Linked DNA regions of Bombyx mori: region 1 is linked to region 2. The links are chromatin contacts, called in public Hi-C maps. All regions are on one chromosome and are shown on one strand. The core of a region is the stretch at or near the end of the contact, and the rest is flanking DNA. Distances in the headings are between cores, read along the strand shown.

What was found. Hi-C and Micro-C count contacts between places; a contact is called where the count stands out from the background.
Region 1: a Hi-C map of middle silk gland shows a contact between it and region 2, with 2.0 times the contacts expected there. The contact joins two enhancer-like sites. A contact is called at or near these places in 2 of 7 Hi-C or Micro-C datasets (middle silk gland and whole pupa).

The regions. Positions count from the first base shown.
Region 1 is chr21:7,360,533-7,366,989 of ASM3026992v2, forward strand. All of the region lies in intron 3 of LOC101740831, which reads left to right. Among protein-coding and RNA genes, the nearest start is that of LOC110385788, 45 kb to the right of the region's middle. Within about 2 kb of position 4,334, at least 5 of the 8 cell types and tissues checked have open chromatin away from gene starts, as enhancers often do.
Region 2 is chr21:7,311,661-7,318,414 of ASM3026992v2, forward strand. All of the region lies in intron 2 of LOC101740831, which reads left to right. Among protein-coding and RNA genes, the nearest start is that of LOC110385788, 93 kb to the right of the region's middle. Within about 2 kb of position 3,816, at least 2 of the 8 cell types and tissues checked have open chromatin away from gene starts, as enhancers often do.

The DNA of each region.
Region 1 (6,457 bases), core at 3,084-5,583, 49 kb after region 2:
TTTATTACACGATGCTATTCCTTCACCGTGGTTGTCAATTGTGAACATTTGTAGAGTACGTATTTCATTAGAAAAATTGGTACCCGCCTGAGATTCGAACACCGGTGCATCGCTCAACACGAATGCACCGGACGTCTTGTCTTTTAGACCACGGCGACTTCACTGCTTGTTAATTGCATTAATTGCATGAGCCATAACTGTGTTGTTGGCTTGACCTTTGAACGCAGTTTCCTAACACGAAATCTGTATATTTTAGTCTTGAGCGTCCCAATATATTATTAAGACCTGTTTACAACATCATTGTTTGAAATTCTAATCTGCACTAAGAAACGATTAGACAATACTAATTACACAATTTTAATACGCAGTTACGAATACAATGCAGAATAATTAATTCTCAGATATCCATGTCCAATCGTTGAGTCACTTCATACTGACCATGTAATCGGTCAATCATAATTATCTGTGTATAGAATATTAATTAAACAATAAGAACCATTCATAATTACATCGGTAACTTTGATGCGTTCAATAAGTCATGCATATAAATCATCGCTGATTTAAAAGAAGTGATTGATACAGAGAGTGAGTCAGAATATGAGTCAATTAGCTTTGCTCCTAATGGTTAAGTAACACATCATGTTCAGTGTGAATGTAACTGGCTTTGGGGGTGTGTCATTGTTTAGACTCGTAACGGATTTCCTAACAATGATTCGTGTGCCTCGTGCGCGTTAAGAAATACTAGAAAGGCTTGTGTGAATCTCGCTTTGGGATTTTTTAAAACTGGTCTTAACGTTCTTAACCATTTATTCGTATTCATGAGCTAACATTTCTCAGACTCGTTATCAAGGTTTCTGTTTAAAGCGCATTTTAATTGCGCGTTATAGAATTTAATTACATCATCTGTTAATTTAATGTGAACTTAATAATTTAGATGCTATTGTCCTATTTGGATCAGCGACTCGAAAGGTATTGCTTCTGACACGAGAAATTTTCATTCGTCCCAGCTCTCTGCAATGCCTGTGATTAGGCGGTATCTCCGCTCGATTGATCGGGCTTTTGCTGTTCTAACGAGACAGACTCTCTTCATGGCATGATAATCTTCAATTCTTTCTAGGTTGCCAAGCTAACTTAATCGAAAAGCTTTTGTAATACCAATTATATTCGGCCTTAAAAAAAGCTTCTCGATCTTCCATTTTTAAACGACTGTCTAATAGTAAGCTCAATAATTTAGTGACTTCGATATAAATTTCGATAACACTTAACACAGTGTAGGCCGTGGGCTCGTTCACTTAAGTATTTTAAAAACTCCTAAGTTTAAGCAATCGTATCGACTCTAACAATCAAATCTGAGTTTCCTGTACACCTTTGTTATTCATATTATATTGCATATATGTACAAAAAACTCTATAAAAAGATTCATTACGCAGAAATAGGTGTTTTGTATGTTAGTTGCGTCCGAAAATGGTATTGAATGCGTCACAAAAGCTTCCATCGTACGCGTGACGTCATACCATGGACATAATACCTTTAATAAATCTGTTACAAGAAGGAAATATGTAGTTTCGAATTGTTTATTGTCATAGGAAACAATTATTGTTTCTTTCAAGTTTATCATTTTAGATTTCTGATTAAATATAATATTTTTAATGTATAACTATCCACTGAGTCTCTTGCCGAATCTTCTCGCGATTCAATCCGGTAGTAGATTCTACGAAGCACTGCTTTTGCTAGGGCTAGTGTTAGCAAATTCTATCAAGTTGACCCCGTGAGCTCAACTACCCGTCTTCGAGTATCTGGAATAGCCCCTTAGGTTGCCAGCGAATAGGTAGGAAAAATGTTTAACTTGGTTTTGATAGAGCGTGCTGTCGCCATGAGCGCGTGGGTAGGCACAAACGTCCTGTCCATTTTTACTCTACTTATTAGTTTCTGTTGGAAGCGTAACTAATCCGCCGCAATACAATTAAGACTTTGCTGCCATGCCTCATGGTGCTTGTCGTATGTTTTGTTGGCCCAACAACGGTTATGATAAATAAAAAAAACCGACAAAAACCTTTTTATGAATAGACTCGAATTAGAAACGTATTTTGTTAATATGGCCAAAAAATTTTCAGTTAATTGAGTAATTTACATTATTTGGTTCCACGATTAATATTATTCGTCCATGTGTAATAACTACAAGAGACGCACGTACAGAATTATCGGCGCCATGGCTCGATTGTTGTATTGAAAACTTGTAATGACGTAATTTCCAACTTGTGAGTAAGTTGGGATATCCTATAGCACACGAATTCTTCTGATCTGACGTCACCTTTGACGGATCTGCATATTTTTTGGTTGGGCTTTCGTAGAAGTAATATAATGTCTCTAAAAAAAAATACAACCCACTTTTCATGCCTGTATGAATCGTTGATTATTTTTAGAATTTGCTTGATATAATTCAGCTGTTTAATGGACAATAGTTGAATATGTCAATCGTTAAGATCGATTTTTCAGATTTCGATTTATTTTAAAGTATCACTATTTAGGATATTTAATAATAATGAATGTTAATGAAAAATATCTGTACTATATCCGAAGCTATGTATATGGCCCGCATAACAATGTTTATTTTAAGAGATCAGCCTTATTCCACTTTCGGGATGTTCCAGGATAACTCCGTTTAACAATTGTAAATCGAAAAGAATGAAAAATGTTGCATATTCTTGGGACGAAAAGCTCCATGGGCAAATCTATTTATTAGGCGATTTGTAAATCCATTGGTACGTAAAATCACGAACCAAGATACTGTCGAATCAATCATAGCTGATATACCCAAAGTTGGTGCGATGTCGAAAAGTATTTTACGTGTTAATCCAATCGACTAAATGAATATCTCAGTAGTTACCGCCTTAGAATACTGGACCAAGGGTCGTGGGTTTGAATACCAGATCGAGCAAACATTCATGAAATGAACAGGTTTGTTTGCTCTTTTTCAGGTTTTTTAATGTATTTCCATGCAGTTTTTTTATTGTAAATAAATGTGTACATCATCAGTCTCTGGTTCCCTGGGTACAAGGAATACTATTTGCGGGCCAGGTGATTGGTCCCCGGTTATTATTATATTAGTATACACGTTAAAATCTATTTAAAGAAAAATATCACCCAAATGCGTAGCAGTAGCACTGAAACAGTAATAGCGTCTAACGCCTATTTTTGAATTGGGACTTTATCCATTGTTTTTAAGACGCTACAAGTCATACTGAAGTTGTGAACAAAAGCCAGCAAAAATTTTCGACTCTGGCCTGTTACTGTTATCATCGTCATGACGCACAAACATTATTCATTAGGTCAACGAAATGACCGGTACATGACGCACGGTTTCCGAAAAAGTCACGCTCATACGACTTGGGGCTATTTGTCACAATGTGCCCCTAACATATGTTTTCCGAGTGCAGCTGCGTTCTGTTATGGTTCGATCCCTGTCGTTTGGTGCAATTAACAGAAGAAAATACTATGTTATAAGTGTATAGAGATTAATGTTGCAGATTTAATATTTTTTGACATTATAGACGAATGTTCGAGAAGGTTCATTTGTATAATTGTTCTATTTATGAAAGTTAAGAGGTTGAGATACTCAAATAATTACACATAAATCTTGTTTTGGGTCGACCACAGATAACCCCCATTGGGTGTTATCTGTGGGTTCGATACAACAAACAAAAAAAAAACAAAGCAGAAAATGATACTTAATTGTGTAAATTTTTCATATTAATAAAAATAGTTAATATAAAATTGAAGTAACTATGAAACAGTACGTAATAATGTACGATGATGCGTTTATTAATTATAAAGTCTACATAACTGATTCCTTTGGATCTAAAAACTTTAAAGATGAAAATGTATGATGCGGTGATGAAAAGTATTCTATTTATTAACTAATCAATTGTCTAGGTGGTGCAATAGTTAGCGCCTCTAGCTGCTGGGCCAAAAGCCCATATCGAGCAAACATTCATGAAATAAACAGCTTTGTTTTCTGAGTATTTAATATCTTCCTATGTATTTACTTAAATGTAAATAATAATTTATATTAGTGTTTAGTTCCCTTGTTACAAGGAATTCCATTTTGGGGCCAGATGACTGCGTGTGACTTTTCCCCGTTTATTTTTATAATATCATAGGTTTTAAAGCAAAAATTTTAATTCTCAGTTCAGTCAGGACTTCTAGAGCCTTCCTTTATTCAAAAATCGCTTCATTTTATATTTTAAGGCACAAACATCCCCGCGTAACGCCGCGTCCGGTAGCAGAGTACGTCAAACGTAACACCTGCGATACTCAATGAGTCATTACGTTCACATGACCGGTCCTTGTATTTATCCGTCAGAAGGTCGGGACAACCGGCCCGTTTGACTCATTACTGATACTTTGTAAATTAAGTGAGTTTATAAATAACAACATAACCTTTTGGCTCCAGTTCGCTTTCTATAGCCATATAGTTGTAGTGGATCGGAGTTATTTTTGAAGCATATTTAAAAATTATTCTAAGGTATCGGCATAAGGAGTTTTTTAACTTTAAAAAAACATTATAAAGATTTAATGTACCTACCATATTCAATGGCTATAAGAGAGAATTTCTTTTTGTGTTATAAATTCAGATTGCGAATATCTTATATTATTATGTATCTTCAAAGATATTGCCATCAGAAATCGATCCATGGTTTCATAGTCAAGGTCATTAACCATTAGACCAACGCGGTGAACTTAAAACTACTTTTTTAAAGTAATAATGGCCAGAAACGTCAAAATTAAATGTGCTATGATGATAATCCTAGTGAGAATGCTAGAAGAAAATATATCCAAAGAGCATAAATCAATCTCATAAACATCAGAATATATTTATTGCGATTTTAATTGTACTGGTAACTCTCTTATCGTTATTACAATACAAAAAAAATAATTGATGGTTGACTCATACTTGCCAGCTGTGTAAATGCAGATTATATATGTATTTATTTAAGCGTCAATCAAAATTTGGCGTTCTATAATGTAAATAGCGTGTTTAAATATTCATTTACAATTTTTTGCGGATAATCTAGAAATGGTTTTATCATTCGTGTATTCAATGGTGTATCAAAAGCTCTGTTTGAGGATTATTAAGCCCATTGAGTTTCTCGCCAGTTCTACTCAGTGGGCCGCGTTTCCGGCCCGGTGGTAGATTCTGCGAAGCACTGCTCTTGCTAGGGCTAGTGTTAGCAACGTCCTCAGTTCAAAGCCCCGTGAGCTCACCTACTCGTTCGGTTATTTTGGCATAATCCTCTGAGGTTACCAGCTTAAGTTGGAAAAAAAAAGGATTTTTACTGGACTGTGACCCTTGGAAATTAGCATTTCATTTTTTTTTAAACTATATAAATAAAAATGAATTGCTGTTCGTTAGTCTCGCTAAAACTCGAGAACGGCTGGACTGATTTGGCTAATTTTGGTCTTGAATTATTTGTGGTAGTCCAGAGAAGGCTTAAAAGGTAGATGAATTTATAAATGTTCGGAATTAAATAATAATAACAGTTTTGTTTTTTCTTTGATGTGTATGATTTAAGTTTATTTTATATAAAAGTTTAAGTCTTTTATTTATCGATTGAGACATTAAGAAGTTTGCCGGGTCAGCTATTTAAAATAAAAAAGCTTAACCTAAACTCTTAATTGAAAGTTCTAACTACGTCGTTATAAGATTATCGTGATATTCTAGCTCTTAAAATCTGAAACAGACGATTACGGAAGAAGTAAATAATTGCATATTATCTTATCGTTAAATATTGTACAAACTTGGTTTTCTCAACGTATTTTTTTTTGCTAAATCTCTAGGACGATGTTTGCATTTAAAATATTAATTTCTATAGTTTGAATTCGTTAGTCATCACGGAGTTGCCCGCTTTGAAATTGATCTTTGTTTTTGTTTGAGAGCAAAAAAGAAAAACAAAACAACATACGTCGTTGTTTGAGTGTTTCAAACAAAACATTTAGCTATTGTTTTATCGTGCAGTGACGTCACCGAGAGATGGCCGCTGCGAGTACATTCACCTATTGCTTAGATCATCCGAAACTAGTTGTGTACGCCGATGTGGCTTGTTATTGAAAATTATTCGATAGCTTGTTCGTAAATCCATCCAAAAAAACATCCATCCTTTCAGTTTCATAAAATGAACTATTAATAGAAAAAAATATTAGAAAATTTGAACAATTTTATAGAAACATTACAGTTTAATTGTCGGGACAGCAACACAATTGGCACTTCGATCTTATATCTCATGTTGAATGGTGACATTTGAATTCTGATATCTATGGGCCCCAGTAGCAACTTAACAGTAGATGAGCTATGTGCTGCTCCTTCACCCATTTGAAAAACCAAATGTTGTAATACCATATTAGATTATAAAAACAATTCAAAAGTATGTAGGACATTCAAATCGAATAAAATTAGATA
Region 2 (6,754 bases), core at 2,566-5,065:
ACCCATAGACACAGCCCACTGAGTCGCCGGATCTTCCCAGTGGGTCGCGATTCCGATCCGGTGGTAGATTCTACGAAGCATTGATCTTGCTAGGGCTAGTGTTAGCGAATTCTCTCAGATTGAGTCCGTGAGCTCACCTAACTATCCGGGCGTAGCTACCCCTTGGGCTACCAGTGAGTAGGTACGGCTTAAAGATAAAAAACGTCTCTCCAACTCTTTCTCTGCGTATAGTTAAGGTGACTAAGGGATTCACCGGATAGGCAGCAATGTCCTCTGATTATTACTTCAGCGCACTGCGATCTGTACTGTCTACAGACACCCGGATTATCCCAGTATGTGGGGTCTATCTACAACGTAAATGCGCCACACACCTTGAGATATAAGTTCTAAGATCTCAGTATACCTAGTCAGGTCATAAATTCTGTCACATGTTTAATGTAAAATAATTGAAACAAGTTTATTCATTATGTAACCATTCATATACCAAAATGAACTTAACAAAACATAGATTCTTATGACACTAAAGTTTATTCAAAATGACCTCCGTGATTTTGAATACAGGCCTTCAATCTGCGCGGCCAGTCGTCTATCGCAGCACGAACGAGGTCCATGTCAATATCGGCGGCTGCCTTAATCAAGGATGTCTTGAGTGACTCCAAATTGGGATGAGGCTTTGAGCACGCCTTTTCCTCCAAGTGTTGCCATCTCTTGTAATCTAACGGATTCAAATCTGGACTGGAGGAGGGCCAGTCTTCGTGCCGGATGAAGTCGATTTCACGCGCCGCCAGCCAGTCTTGTGTGCTCTTCGCTCTATGAGCTGGCGCCGAATCTTGTTGGAATACCCAGTGCCTGTTATTGAACATGGTATGAGAAACAGGTTCCACAAGGTTCGTCAGGACTGTATTTTGATACACAACTGCATTAATTTTTACACCTTTCTCACAAAAAGGTACCTCTGTTAAGCCCCAATAAGAAACTCCCAACCATACCATGAGCGAGGATGAAAAATGACCTCGTTGGACACGCGGAATACGGTTGCTCGCTTCTTCACTACTGTGTGCGTACACCTTATCATTTTGTTTGTTGTAGCTCTCTTCTACGGTAAAAATATTTTCATCCGAAAAAAGAATTTCCCGATATTTTTTTCCTGCGTACCGCTTCAACAAAGCGCGGCATCTCTTCAGTCTCAGGTCCATTAGACGAGCATTCAAACGATGTCCTGTTTTTCTTCGATATGCCCGAAGCCCTAAGTCTTAATTTAACACCCTTTTCACCGTGGTTCTGCTTAACCCCATCTGAAGGGCCAACAGTTTCTGCTTACGTTTGGGATTTCTTTGAATTCGCGCCTTCACAGCTATTATCACTGCTGGAGTCCTAACAGACCGAGGGCGACCACTTCTTGACCTGTCATCTACACTAGAGTCTTCATTGTGTCGTTTGATGGTACGATAAACGAATCTTTTGGTTATATTCAAATTTTTCAGTATGTTAAAAATTTGAATTGGCGCGTAGCCGCAACGATGCAACGCAATAACTGCAACACGGTCTGCTTTAAGCGTCCACTCCATATTTAAAAATGAGTAAAATTCTAAAGTATACATTTTTATTTTCATGAACAATTTGAAATTCGAATTCAATAAACTTTTTTGTGGCCAGCATTCTAAAAGAAAAGTTTTTACTGTGTGACAATACTTATCACCTGACTAGTTAGTTACAACGACTGCTCCACCCTTCAAACCGAAACGCATTATTGCTTCACGGCAGAAATAGGCAGGGTGGTGGTACCTACCCGTGCGGATTCACAAGAGGTCCTACCACCAGTAAATAACGTAATAGGTGTATGGCTCTAATAAAGAAGGAAAAAAAAGAATCCTAGCCTTGAGTGGTGCTTGTAAATACAGGGTTATTTACATACATACGTCGGTAAGAGCTGAAACGTAAGCCGCACGCAACTCAGTAGCACGCACACCGTAATATAAATGATATTTCGCGATACCATTTGGAAACATTTTTGTATAATGTTCGCCATTTGTTGACTCAGGTGGAATTTTAGTATTTTTAACCTTCAGAAAAGGTACGAAAAGTTTCAAAAAAGGCCGAGATGGGTTGATTGTGTGTGTATTTTTGTAAATATAAACCAATGGTCAAAAGGAAAGTTAGAATGAACTAATATTTCCGCGCCAGCGTTCTAAAGCACTAAAAAAATTATGCTACAAATCACATTTGCTTGCTGTAACTAATAAGCTAAGCTGTAACACTTCACAAAGTTTCGTTGTAATACAATTTTCTTTTTAAATTTAGATTTAAATTCGGAATTTCGAAACATTCTATACTGAATTTAACTCCACTGAATGTAGGTATTATTTTAACAACAGAACCTTTAAAAATTGCAGGAGTAAGTAAGTGCAGCATTGCGTGTTCAATGTTTGAGCAATTTGCATTTAAATTAGTTTTTAGTGTGCGACGTAATGTATTGCAAATCGTTACATTGCTTTCGAGTACCATGAAATATTTTCTATTTCCTGAATAAGCCTATTTAAACATTTTATTTCATAAAAATATTTTATTTCATAATTTTATTACAAAAACATTTTATCTGAGAATTTACAGGTTTTTGGAATGAAGTTCCTTATGGCACGATGCGGAGGGGTACCCTAACCGGGAAAAACGTCCGTAACGTAAGATATTAGTAATGCACACAGTGTACGACTTAACTTTGTAATAACGTACAAAAAATAAATATTTTATAATTTATTTTGGTCAATAAAATATGCATACCCGAATAATTATTTTCTTTATACCGCGAATAGAACTTAAAATTAATATTTTGATAATAAGGAACTTCGTTCCTATCCGGTGTCCCACGACACCACACATTTTTTTTTACAATGTAAAATACGTAAGTAAACTTATGAACGTACTTAATACAAATGCTGCATAAGTATAATTTCCCATAGTTGTTCATAAAAAAAAACGCATTGATGCATGAAAGAGTTCATTGACATCACAACGTAATTACCGCCACCTACTTTGAGACACGAGGTCAAATTCTGAAATGTAGTGTATAAAGTTTATACTACCAGTCAAGCCGGAACGTTTGACCAGTTTGCGGCAGATATAGTTAGAGCCGTGGTAGCTATAGTTCTCAGAACAGCCCTTACCAGCTGTAGGTACCGTATTATTCTAGTCTTATAGTGTATTTAATCATTGTGTCCACTACCCAGGTAGACAGGGGACGCACAAGATAAATACCGCTATTTTAAGTTAATGGTTCCTTGTCTGTGACTCGGAAGGGTGTCCATCCGAGACCGGTCACGGAGGAACTGATTTGTCTTCGTTACAAGGACATATTGTCCGAAGCGAACAGAATTTTGATTTTAGCGGTGCCTTTATTCAATTGGCTTGGTGTGCGGACAATTAATCACCTGGATTTATTGTTTATAATAAGAATGGGCGTGGTTATTTTGTTATCTTTGCCAGAGCTGCCAGTGTCAATTGACATGACAATTTGAATGTTTATGAATGAATGTATGCTAAGGAGTTCGAGCATTGAAGGATTGCGACAGAATTAAGCAGGACGTGTGATATTCCTTCGAGCGGGCCTTCAATACCATGATCATACCACCATATATTTACTGGTGGTATGATTATGAGTCCTTGTGAGTCCTGAAAAACCTGCAAAAAGAAAGAAGATAAAAAACAAGATCCTTAATTAAGCGCGTTTCCATTGAAAAAGCCAATATGAAATTCAATCAATACTCTTGTCATCCCGGCCAAGATACTATGGTACGAACTTATGGAAGTTTGTGAAAATTACTATACGTTGAAAGATTCCGTTACAAGTCAAGCTAATAACTACTGATAACTATTGTATGAAACATACGATTGTTTTCAAACGCATCTTCGCAGAAAGCAAATCCAGCCTTACGCCTCAAATGTTTAGGTTTTTTTTAAAAAGTAATATACCATTTTTATTAAACGTCAATAGCCGTATCGCTTAAGTTTATTTGAAAACAGCTCAAGGCCAGAACCGTGCCATCGCCCCGTAAATTTATGAGTCATTCATGCGAAAGACGCGCGAAGAATAGCATACTTAAATATTTAAAAGCGCATATGAACTCTTTCGCGTTCACAATGTTATATCGCTCACACATACCGTTCCTCCTTGCGAACAACATTTATACTCAAGATCTGCAGGGTGCATTTTTCTGGCTTCCATTATTAAACGTAGCTCGCAAACTTGAGCTTTATCCTTTGAGTGTTAAGTATCGAATTCGTTTGGGTCAATAAAACAAATAAGTCACAGTCGTCACCTGAGCAAACGGAGCTGGCCCCCACAACAGGTTTATATCAATTTTCTACCGAGTGCGTCTGGAATCGGGGAAAACACTTAACCGCTGGATGTGAACTTTTATGTTCTTTTTAAAAAAAGACTGGGTTTTTCAAACTATTATTCTAGAATGCAATTCTGAAAGAACTCTGTTTATTCTGAATTTGACTATGAATGTTTTTAAATATTTCGTTGTAAAGAGTTTTCCATGTTTTATATATTGGGAGTATTTAGTTAATGTTTTCTTTGGTTTTCGTGGATTGTAAACGAAATTAAAATTACTTTGACTGTTTATTCTCACGTCTCTCGTAATTAAAACAGTCTGAATTGTTTTGTAAGTGCAATATTGTTTTTTTTTCAATTTATTGACTGACGGTTGAAGTTTCATATCTTTGTTCTCGTGTTTTATAGGCACTGAAAAAAGGAAAACGGGATAAGAATAGCTGCACAAAAACTACGAATACTAAGCATCTTAGATAATAAAACTTATTCCAATCCTGAATCGAATCCAAGCTTCGTGTGACAGTAGTCAATGTACTCGATCACTGCGCTTATCGAATTAAGACTTCAATCTAACGGGCTAACATAAACAGAGCCGTGTGCTTACCGTATTTCATGAATTTAACGATAATATATAATTATAGAACTTTTTTTTGAGATGTGGTGCTGGAGAAGAATGCTCCGGATACCTTGGACAGCGAAGAGAAGCAATCTGTCCATCTTAGATCAACTGCAGATCAAGACTAGACTGTCCACACTCTGCCTTCGCCGCGCACTCGAGTACTTCGGTCATATTGCTCGGAAAACACCGGATAGCTTAGAAAGACTATTCGTGACAGGGAAGATTGAGGGAAAGAGACCGCGCGGGCGTAGTCCGACAAGGTGGTTCGACCAAATCCGCACCACACTAGAGATCCCATTCCAGGACGCCCTTCATGCGGCCAATGATCGGAGGCGCTGGCGGGACATTACAAGGAGTAAAATCATGTCGAATTATGATGGTCACGACCCTCAGCAGTGAGGAAACGACGCGAAGAGGAGGAGAACTTTTTTCAGCTCCTGCGAATTTTAGACACAATTAAAACTGCTTTTACGGTTTGCTGTTTGTCGTCCGTGACTACGAAACCTGTAAACTATTCTACAAATAATAAATAAATAAACGCGGGCTTAAACCGTAAGAGTATAATAGCTTTAATTATACATATTATTATGTATCTATGTGGCTAACACAAGAGTACTGTTAGGAGGACTATGTTGACTTACGTAAGACATATCTTGTTATTACATTGTGCGTATTGATTGGATTTTGCCGTAGCGACTCAATCTACTAAGTAAACACGTTTGGCAAACGTTTCGTAAACACAGGCATTCCTTATTACTAGACTCCGCTGTTTATTGTAGAGATATTTTGTTTGTTTATTTGCTCGTTCGTTGGGGACTATAGTGGTAATGGTAATCGTTTACATGAAGAAGATAATTTTATTATTGTTCGCTGATGGCCTGTATAATGCTGTAGTTATTTGCGAAAATAGAAATCAGCATTTTAATTCCGCCTCCACTTTGCGATATTAAGTGAAAGTTTCAAATGAAGCTCAAAGAATATCTTTGAGTAAAAGCCTTACAGGTTTATCATATAAATCTATTTAGAGGTCTAATTCTCAATTGCATAGTATAATGGCTGTCTTAAACCTTCAATATGGGCAGGGTCGTGGTTCCTACCCATGTGAGGCAAGCGTACCCAAAACAAGCGCACTATGATACGACGAGAAACTCAGTGGGCTCTCGTCCCACTGAGTTTCTCGTCGGATCTTCTCAGTGGGTCGCGTTTCTGATCCGGCGATAGATTCTGCGAAGCACACTGCTCTTGCTAGGGCCAGTGCTAGCAACACTCCCGGTTAGAGCCTCGTGAGCTCACCTACACGTCAAGGAGAAGCTGAAATAGCCTCTCAAGGCTATCAGCATAGGTAGTGTTTTTTTATATCACAAGTAATTCGTAGCACATATAAATTTTATAATATAGCTTACGCAGAATTGACCATTCCACTGATTTATGGTGGTCTTATAATAATTATTTGGAAGGCTTATTGCTCTCTTGTCGGCTATGTTCTTGAAATTTAAGATCATATTAGGTAATGTTTGGTATTTTAATTCACGATATCACTTTCTGTTCATAACTATTGGTAGTTCTTGGACTAATCGATGCGTTCTGGTTTGTTTTCTTCCTTTGAATTGAAACTTGCTGTTGTTATCTACAATATATTATTATGCTAGGATGGGCGTGTATCGTGATTGACTATATTTGAATTTGAAACATGATTTTTATTTCAGCAATACGAATTTACCAAGTTATGTCCTTTAATACGATTTCGTATGGTATTCTAAATTTATTCTAACTTCGGCAACATTCAACGCTGACGTATAAGG